Regions from separate parts of the Mus musculus genome. Here region 2 is linked to region 1. The links are chromatin contacts, called in public ChIA-PET maps. All regions are on one chromosome and are shown on one strand. The core of a region is the stretch at or near the end of the contact, and the rest is flanking DNA. Distances in the headings are between cores, read along the strand shown.

Region 1 (4,865 bases), core at 1,230-3,729:
AGGTTCATTCTCTATAGAACCACAACTGTTCACATTCCATCCTATGGCACTTCCAACTCCAGAAGCTAGGGGAAAAAAAGTAAATGTGGGCGAGCCAGGCCCTGCTGGGAACAGAGAGGAAGGTGGCCCTACTGTGGGCGTGAGGCCCTGCTGGAAACAGAGAGGAAATTGCCCTTACTGTGGTCTCCGAAGCTTCCATTTACCAGACATATGAAAATCCAGAGATCGGGAAGCCTCGGATAACAGAAATTTACCATCTCTGATCCTGGAAGCCCAAAGATGAAGGGTCTGCAGGACTGTAGTCCTTCAGAGGTACCAGCGAAGGATCTGTGGCCCCTGTCTACCTTCTCACAGCTTTCTGAGCTATGTCACCCCAGACTTGCTATGGCCTTGGCTCTGTGCTTCTGTGTTCAAGTTCCCTTTTTATAAGAACACTGCTTATACTGGATGAGTGTCCATCGTACTCCAACATGACCTTGTCCCCACTCCTTCGCTAACTGCATCTGCAGAGACCTTATTTCCAAATAAGGTCACATTCTGAGATCCTAGGAGTTATGTCCTGGCCCAGTGAGTTAGAGAAGAGAGGAGCTTGGTTCAGACCCTAATGTAGGTTGCCACATCTTTACAAAAAGCTTCCACATGACCTCACCGGAGAGCTTCTAGGTTACTTCAGCCTGAGCCATAGCCATAGGTTCCTGAAAGAGCTCAATGGGGTGGTAACAAGGAGCCTGGGCACCCTAATGTGGGTCTCTGGGAAATGCTTGAACAATACCAACCACACAGCAAACCATGTGTGGAGGACACAGGTAGGGTTGGCAGACCCATGACAAGAAGACCCTGTCCACCACAGAAGTGCCAAGCAGTCAGCAGAAAGCGTGTTCCCAAAATATCCTGGAAAGGTGTAGGCTTGAGGACAATAAGTTAACACATTCTAGCTGGCCACTGGTGCCTGTCCTGCAGGAAGAAGGGTTGGCATAGGCTGACTGCATCCCTTCTGTCCATGTAAGTGCTGTATGGATGAAGGTATAGGGATTACCCAACATTCTCTGTCAGATAAAGTGAAAAATTGAGCTACATTAACCATATCCATCAAATGCTTAGACCCCTGGAAATTAAGGCCATATAAATGAAAACGCCTATTTTTTTGCCTGTCAAAAAGCTAGTACACTGGCCTTGCCCAGCAACTGGGCCAATTCATACAAATAGCTCATGTGCTCTAAGGGCCAGGACTAAGCAGCAATTGCAGGACTCACTTAGGGGGTGGTATGTACACCTCTCTATCTCCCGTCCTTATATTTTGCTTATTAAATGTAAACATGTGTTTAGCTCCCCCATTTTAGAAGAAGTCCTTCAAGGTGCAGGCTCTGTGCTTTGTCCCTTGGAGGAAGAGCAAGGGCTGGTAAAAATGCTACACACGAACCTTAAACAAGCAAGCAGAATGTCCCCTCTGTGCTGAGGAGAAAAGGAAAATAAGTCTTTCATCAAAAAAGACCCGGTGTTCACAATAGTTGTTTCCAAGATGGCAGAGTTAAAGCCAAAAAATCATAAAAGTTCCTTTTAAAAAGGAAAAACAACCCCTCTTACACACACCCCAAAACCCCAAACAACCTACCAAGAACATCAGACTTACCACTGTTTGCCATTAGACCAAGAACAACACCAGGTTGAGTTCATATTAAGTGTGTACAAAGCCTCAAATTTGGCCCTGAGTTCTGGACAGTGCCACATATGGCCAAAGTCCCTTGAGCATCTTGGCACTGGTCCCCCCACTGACCCTTCAATTCCAGTGGTGTGGGAAAAAGTCAGTGTGTCTCTGGCAAAGTGAGGGTCCAGGCCCATATCCCTGGAGCCTCCAGAATCCTCTCCTTCCTGCTCAAGCCTAAACTTCCAGTCCTTAAGTAAGGTGGAGGCATACCTTGGAGCCAAGAAGTCTCTTAGGCTTAGAGCAAATGTAATCCAAGTGATATATTGCTGTCCCCAAGTAAGGCGGTCTGAAGATCCAGAATAATAAGGTTTGTGACTGTTACTGAGGGGGTAAGGGGGAGACCCTATGAGGGTGCCATGGGAGAAGGTATTTTCAGAATAAAAGTTTTCTGTACTCCAGTTGCTGGGACATTCTTTTGGGCTCCAGAGTGGCCAGTCTTCCCTGGGACCGTGGGTTTTCTAAGATGATACAGGCCTGGCTACCAAACACAGCCAAAGGTTCTGGGGGCTTGTTGTGGACAGCAGTACCAAGTTTCACTCTCACCGAGACCCTGGAGACCAAATTAGCAAAATCGGACAAGAGGTTATCTCCTCCGTAATTTGGAAGCCACAATACAGTAGGCGCACGCCGGTGGGGTTGGCCAGAGCCCTGTGGCTGAGCCTCCGATCATTCGTAGGGCCTATGAAGGCCGCGAGGCAGCGGGAACCAGCCTGCGCAAGGTCCCAGACGCGGCTCTTTAAGCCGTGAGCCTGACAGACCGAGCAGGCGCAGTCTCGGGACTCGTCACGTGGTTCCGCCCTGGCGCTGCAGCGTAAGAAGCCAGTGGCTTTGGGTATGGTTCGGCTCCGCCCCGAGATGCGCGCGCATCTGCTGCACAATCGCCCCCGCCCGTAAAGCACGCGTCCTCTGCTCGGAGCAGGCGCTCCAGTAGCTCCTTGGCCGCTTTGCTGGGCACGCTTGAACTAGGCTGCAGAGAACCAGCCAAAGGGCAGCGACACTTGTAACTCTACATTTAAAAACAAAGATTTCCCCGTTAGGCCTTTATAAAGCTACTTTGTACTTCGCAGCCTGATTGGTCAGAGGAACGCAAAAGCTGTGCTCTGCATAATTTTCATATTAACCATTAAGGTTCCTCTAAAATTACTTTGACAGGGCTTGGTAATTCTAAACTTAATGTTGTCTTATGGAGCTCTTCATGAGCTACCTAAATTTAAACCTCTGTAAAATTCATACTTTACAAGTGAATTTAAAAGCCACACCATACTTTATACTAAAAGAATAAAGATTTTTATTAAGCATTGTAAGTTGCATTCAATAGCCTCTGGATAAACCACACCACAATCCATCAACAGTCAATCAGACCCAACAGCAGTTCATTCTTCACAATCCATGAGTTAGGGCGGAACTCCCTTCAACTTACAGTGAGGTCCTACTTAGCTCTTGCGGGCAGGGGCTGGGGAGTTACACCTCATTTCTGATCACTAATGTGATGAAGAGCATCGGAAGTAGATGAAACATAAGAAGTGATTCTGATTCAAAGTACATTGTTTGGAAACAGTAACAAAACATCAAAATGATCGAAGTCTACCTGCTTCTACTAAGTTCCTGATGGGACACTTCTCAAGAACAAGCAATTTGTTTCCTGCTACAGAAGGGGAAGGGGGTGTTTTGTTTTTTAAGATCATAGGGGGTTTCTTTCTTTACAGAATTTCATATTTTGCTAATATGAATATGAAGGCATAAAACAGCAACAAAGAACAATAATGCACACAGCAGTGAGTACACCAGGGTAATGTTGATATTCCAAACGGCTAGATAATTTTGGGGGGTTTAGAATAAATGCAACAGAGGTCAATAATCACAAAATTTTAAGGTTAGAGCAAGATCAGTCAATGACTAAACAGAGTTAACATCTTTTATAGGACTATTACTGATTATTAGCATTTTGTTTTGCAAATGGGCACATACTGGTAAGAATGGAAGAAAGGACAATAACATGCATAATATTAACTACACACTTTAAAAATTATGAACCATGCAGAAGATTAGCTCAAGTAGTAGCACTAATGGTCTACGTCCGATTCAAAACCACGTAGCTCACTGATCACAGATGCATGGTATTAGTCACGAGGTTTCAGAACACATTGTGTTGACTTTGAAAGGTCATTTGCATCTTCTATGATTTCAACGTAATCTCCATTGAACTTGCTTGTAAAGGATGTATGATGTACTGTGTATTCAAAATCAGCACAACAGCAGTTTAATCTATAATTTTTTTAGTTTTGATAGTTGCACTTTTTTTAACACAAAAGAACCACATCAACAGTGATGAGATTTAAGTAAGAAAGAAACTGTGGTTGTGCCTTACTTCTCTCATAATCATAAATCAAAGCCTCAAAACACAGCTTCATTGTGAAACAGTAATGCAAAATCAAATATAGTGGCATACATATGGTGCCAAATGCTAAAAATTATATTTTAAGCTATATATACTTAAACACTGCCAAAATTTGTTTTCTTTATAGTTCAAGAAACACAACTCTAGGCTTTTGTCGTAACCAGTTTAAACTTTGTGTACTTCATTTTTAAGTGCGGGAGTCAAATGCTCTTCATTTTCTTTCTCTTTTTTGTTTTATTGTAGCATTTTGACTACAACTGGTTAAAACTAAAAAAAAAAAAAAAAATGTGTTGTTTATATCTCTGATATCAAAGAGGGATCTGAATTTCCAAAGTCCTCATTTTCTCTTACGGAAAGGACAAAATGTACATAACTGCAGGCTCTCTCTCCAGATGCTCCTGAATCCTTACCCTTCCAGCATCCTTCACCCTCTATAAAAAATAAGTTTACTCTTCTTTATTTAAGACAGCTGCCTCCAGAGCAGCCTCCCTGCGGCAGGCGCTGTCTGTACTTAGTGCATTTAAGTGAGGATTTGTATTGCACGGTTTAGAGTCATTATTCAAGGCACTTTCAGAGTGGCTGGGGACTCTGGGGTCACCCGTGCTCCCATTAAGTTGGGGCACTGGCTTCTCCTCGGCCATCACTCCGTTTTCAGCCAGGGACACAGCAGAGGACTTGGATTCCCCAGATTTCGACTTCAGTTCTTTGGCCACTTCTTCTGCTGAAGCAGCATAAGGAGGCCTGCCCTGTGGGGAAGGAGAG
Region 2 (4,865 bases), core at 1,312-3,811, 190 kb after region 1:
AGCACCAGCCTTGAAGGAATTGATGGCAGCCAGAGGTTAGCAGCTGCTGGGGCAGGGTAGCCATAACCAACTGAGAGACCAACATCACCACTCCCACAATCCTTCTGGTACAGTGGCCAAAGCCTGGTGCTGCTATGCTCAACAGGGAACTTCTGTCAAATGCCTGCTTTAGAGCACAGAAGATACAGGGAAACGGTTCTTCCCTAAGACTGGCCTGCCTTACCTTTCCGAGACAGACTTACCATTCTGCTGGTAGACAGGGGCATTGGCTTGGGACTGTCTGTTCTCCTGCATGAGGGAAAGGGATTGTGGGTCAGAAGCCTTGCTCACTGAGAGCCTTTTTCTGAGCCTCTTGCCTGCTGCATTCACCAGCATACCCTGAGGACCTGGGCTCTCACCTCCCCCGTGGCCAGACCACAGGTACCCAGGTGTGGAGGGCTGGTCCCTGTATCAGAGCCATGGTCAGCATCTGTGTCCTCACTGAGCATGTCTTCTGCCTTGTCCATGACATCCTTCATCTGCTCGATGAAGGTCTCTCGCTCAGCGGGCAGGATAAAGTCATGCTCTACCTACAAAGAGACATGGGACTGCAGGTGACAACCTTCCCTAGACTATGGCTGCTTGGGGGCTCTATCAAGGATACACATACCTCTTTCCTGCCCTAGGTATCAAGGGAAGACAAGACAAAGGGCATGCCCCCTGGTTGTGTCCGAACATCCAAGGGAGAAAGTTAATGGCCCTGGAGACATGGGAATGTAGTTGAAGCTGAAAACCCTATCCCACACAACCAGATGGCCTCATGTGGCACAGCTTTCCTGGAGCAAGAGCTGAACCCCAGGCTAGCCCAAGAATTTCCAAGATAGGTACACCAGTACTAGGTTTTGGGCAGAGGGCCTAGTAGGGACTCAAGCACCAGACAATGAGCCACACCTATTTTTCTAATAACAATAACAATACTATTATTTGTTTGTTTATTTTCAGATAGGGTCTCAGTGAGTTGTCCTGGCTGTGCTAGAACTCACTATGTAGACCAGGCTGGCTTTTAGCTTCCACAGATACTCTGCCTCTATCTTCCAAGTACTGAGATTAAAGGTGTGCACCACTATGACTGGTTCCCCAGAAATCTTTCCTATTGGCTGTCTTTACATTTCGTCTTCACAGAGCTCTTGCCTTACAGCCACATGGCTCTTCTCAGCTCTTCCAAAGTTGGCCAAGGCAGACAAAACTGAACTGATCAGGCAGATCGCTGAGTCCCATCCTTGCGGCTGCCCCAGTAAGGAACAATACCATGATCTCTCCAACTAATCACACAGGGCTTTCCAGCATCCACTTATACCAGATACTGTCCTCCTGGCAGGCCAGGTCTGAGTCCAGAAACCCATGATTCTATAATGCCTGCATTGGCTGCCTCCTCATGGTCAAGAATTTCTTGTAGAATTGACTCTCTTCCATTCCTCACCCAGAAGTAGAGAACAGCAAAACAGCCCAGGCCTGGGATATGAAGGTAACTAGAGGGCTAATACCACAGCCTAGATACTAGGGCCTCTGGGCTAGCCTCACCAGGATACAGTCACTGTCCTTAATGCTCCTGTGGGCAACCTTGGCCCACTGTGTCTTGGCTACCTTAGGCAGATTCAGCATGACTTATCTCTCCCTGGACAAAGAGCTCTAGGGAGACAGCAACTGTCTTCTTTCCTAGGGCACTCCAGTGCCAGCTCTTTCTAACCATTCTTCTCATTCATACAAGTGTGTAGCTTCACACATGCCTGGACCATCCATCCCCTGTGGGTGAGCCTGCGGCTCCTACAAGATAGCTGAAGAGCAGTGTTCTTCCAACCACCTAGATAAAACCCCCAGGAGTACCACTACTCCCCCAGATGAGGCTGAGGCTGCCATCCTTAGCTATCCACCCCTGAGTGTGGCTTGAAGCCTGTATGTAGTCAAGAGCACCCAGATACGTGCGTGACGCAGGCTGAAGCATGCAAGAACATATGGAGTGCTGCAAATCTGGCAAAACTAAACAAAAGCCTCTTATGGCTTCCTGATAGGAGTATGTTTCTTCTTCTTCTTAAAGAGAAATTAAAGAGATCAAAAACACATTTAAAAATAAAACAGAGAAAAACTTAAAACTTCAGGGTTCAAGTATAAATCGAAACCAAAACCAAGCTAATTCAAACATCTGGTTTCTTCTTTACAATGGTCTGCCAGGGTAATAAGCCCAAGACCCAAGGAATGGAGGGTCCCACGTGTGGCAAGATGGTCCCAGATGAGGCAAAGCTTGTCTAACTAACACCTATGATGATTAATATTAATCATCAAGCCAAAGGACCTGGAATCACCCAGGAGACAAAGCTCTGGGCACTTTTTACTTTGGGGTCGCTGAGGTGGGAAGGCTCATCCTAAATGTGGACTGGAGTGCCGGACTGAGTACAATGGAGAAAGCTGGCTGGGTACCAGAATTCCTCTCTCTCTGCTTCCTGACTGTGGGTACAAGGTGACAAACCACCTCACACTCCTGCTGCCAAGACCTTCTCTAGCCGTGAGCTAAATTAAACACTTCCTTCCTTGCTTCTGTCAGGTGTTTCGTCTCAGCAGTGAGACAAGTTAACTCCCACGGCGCCCCAGTCCACCATGGACACCTGTGCTTCCTCTGGAGCCTCTGGATGCCTCCAACCCCAAAGCAGGGGCAGGGAACAAGGCAGAGGGCTGTGGGAAGCATAGATTGCTCATGAGCTGTCTGTACAGTTACATACTGCTTGGTGGGGAGTTCAAAGAAGGGAAAAGCAATGGGATGAGAGGAGGGTTAGAATCCAGGGGAAACCTGAGACCAAAAGGATGCAATTTAGATTGAGAGCTGCACAGGTGCTTTGTACGTGAATTGTCCTTACTAAGGAGTCTGGGGAAAACCCCACAAAAACCATCTGCAGGAAGCTGATGCCCTCCCTGGAGAGCCACAGCTCTGGGGACAGTTGCTAAGTTTTGTGCCCAACCCACAGGCCACCCAGACACCTCCATGCAGGACCAAACTCAACATTTTAACTCTTCAAGAGCCTAAGGACTTCAAGGAGGCGGCCTCAGCCCTGGCCCAGCCTTACCATGTACGTGGCAATCTCATCCGGAGCGTCCCCATCGAGGTCAAACTTGAAGGTCACCATCTTATGGTTATGCGTTTCCAGCTGACACTCCACCATCTTGTCCCCCGTGTTACACACCTGCGGGAAGCCATGATCAGATTGCAGAGGAATTCATACCCACGTGCCCCCAAACAGCAGCCACTCACATTTAGGATAGTGAGCCGGGGCCGGCTGGCCCTCTCCTGCCGCGAGCGTGCACGAGTGGACCTACGGTGGTGTTTCCGGGCGGTCCTTCCCTCCAGCCTGCCCCCTCCAAAGGTGCCTTCACAGCTGTCACTCAGATCTCTTCCAGAGGTGACATCAGAACCTCCAAAGCTGAGGGAAAACCAAGAATGTTAACAGCATTATGTGGATTGCCAGAAAACCCACTCTAGTCAGTCCAGCCTTGGAGCTTTAAGTGCCTAAAGTTGTGACCTGTAGAGATAGATGATGGTACCCAGCCTTCAAGGGGAACCAAGACCTCTCTTCCTCCAGTACCCATTCAATATCACCCAGGGGCCAGGGGAAGCACTAGCTTCCCTGTGATGGGCTGGATGGTCCTGTAGGCCTTTTGCCTGTGAAACGGGTCTACATGCTTCACTTTGCCCATGGGTGCAAACAAGACCTCAGACACTCTAGGCTGTCGTGAGGACTGTAGAGTCTTACATGAGCATGGAGTCCTGCATGCACAACATCCAGTTTTCTGGGATGGTGGGATCCCAGTTACCTCTCATACCCACTCCAATAAGACCAGCACTGCCACCCCGGATCACAGGAGGAGAGACCTGAACATCTGGGCCTAGGCATACCATAGAGTACTGAGGCTCTGCCCATTATCTTCCCTTTGTGGAATGTCCTCACCACAAGGACTAATGCCAGGACCCACAGCTCAGCAGGGACCAACAACAACCAGACCTTAACCTGGACTGACAAGATCTAGTACCAGGACCCATAGCCTAGCAGGCAGAGGCTGACAGCAACCAGGATTCATCCTGGATTGACAACGACCAGAAAGACAGTCCCTGAGCTACTCTGGGTCAGATTTGGAAAAGGGGGGGGGGCGTGATATCTGTTAAAAATCCTATAGTGTCCTGGCAAACTAGGGCAGGATCTGAATGAGCGTGCCAAACAGTACTAGGCTGGGCCAAGCTGGCTCCTGAGCCTGCACCCCCCACCCATCCTGAGGGCAAGGCAGAGCGGTACCTCTCGGAGCTCTGTGGGGGGCCAGGGGGTTTGTCTTGTGAGACCTGCTCCTAAAATAAGAACAGAATAAAGAGAACAGGGTTACACTGTGCGGATCTGCCTCCCCTCAGTGGTGAGGCCAGCCACAGCATGCAGCTGCCTCCCTGCCTCCTCTGAGGCTCTCTCCACACAGGGCCCAGTATGTGGCGAGGGTAAGCTTGAAAGGCTTAGAGGCAAGCAGATTCTTGAAACCCAGGGCTGCTTCCTTCCACAAATTGCTAACCTACTTTGATCATTCCCTAAAAAAGGACACACAGGGTTTGTGAAAGCCCTCGGCAACCTGCATACGGCTCTCTGAGGAAAACCCATTTCTGAAATTCATGTTTGTCCTCCTAATGTGGGCCAGTGCAGAGGGAGAGAGGCAGAGCAGCTTGCAGTATCTGTTCCAGAGAACACTGTGCCTCGGGCAAACTTCCCTCACCTCCAGGGCTGAGACCCCAGGTGGCTTGAGCAGGGAACAAGGGGCACACACCTCTTGAGCCACTTCCACCATCAGCTGGACTGCAGGGC

The links. ChIA-PET counts read pairs in DNA pulled down with a chosen protein or histone mark.
Region 2: a contact with region 1 is called in an RNA polymerase II ChIA-PET map of memory CD8 T cells, with 22 read pairs. The contact joins two enhancer-like sites. A contact is called at or near these places in 1 of 39 promoter capture datasets (cranial neural crest), 2 of 115 datasets of contacts at active chromatin or transcription factors (effector CD8 T cells and memory CD8 T cells) and 2 of 9 other capture datasets (liver and pancreatic islet).

The regions. Positions count from the first base shown.
Region 1 is chr13:48,876,247-48,881,111 of GRCm38.p6, forward strand. It overlaps Fam120a (family with sequence similarity 120, member A), which reads right to left. Exons shown (of 18, transcript NM_001033268.3): 18 at 2,970-4,849. The coding sequence ends at 4,550. It overlaps Phf2os1 (a long non-coding RNA gene), which reads left to right. Exons shown (of 2, transcript XR_003950516.1): 2 at 1-2,103. Among named protein-coding and RNA genes, the nearest start is that of Phf2os1, 7.7 kb to the left of the region's middle. Within about 2 kb of position 2,480, at least 407 of the 459 cell types and tissues checked have an H3K27ac peak or open chromatin away from gene starts, as enhancers often do. A contact at or near this core is called in memory CD8 T cells, where this site is marked.
Region 2 is chr13:49,067,675-49,072,539 of GRCm38.p6, forward strand. Wnk2 (WNK lysine deficient protein kinase 2) reads right to left here. Exons shown (of 30, transcript NM_001290313.1): 13 at 4,828-4,865; 14 at 4,317-4,366; 15 at 3,281-3,449; 16 at 3,096-3,212; 17 at 399-569; 18 at 243-288. Among named protein-coding and RNA genes, the nearest start is that of Wnk2, 78 kb to the right of the region's middle. Within about 2 kb of position 2,562, at least 14 of the 459 cell types and tissues checked have an H3K27ac peak or open chromatin away from gene starts, as enhancers often do. A contact at or near this core is called in memory CD8 T cells, where this site is marked.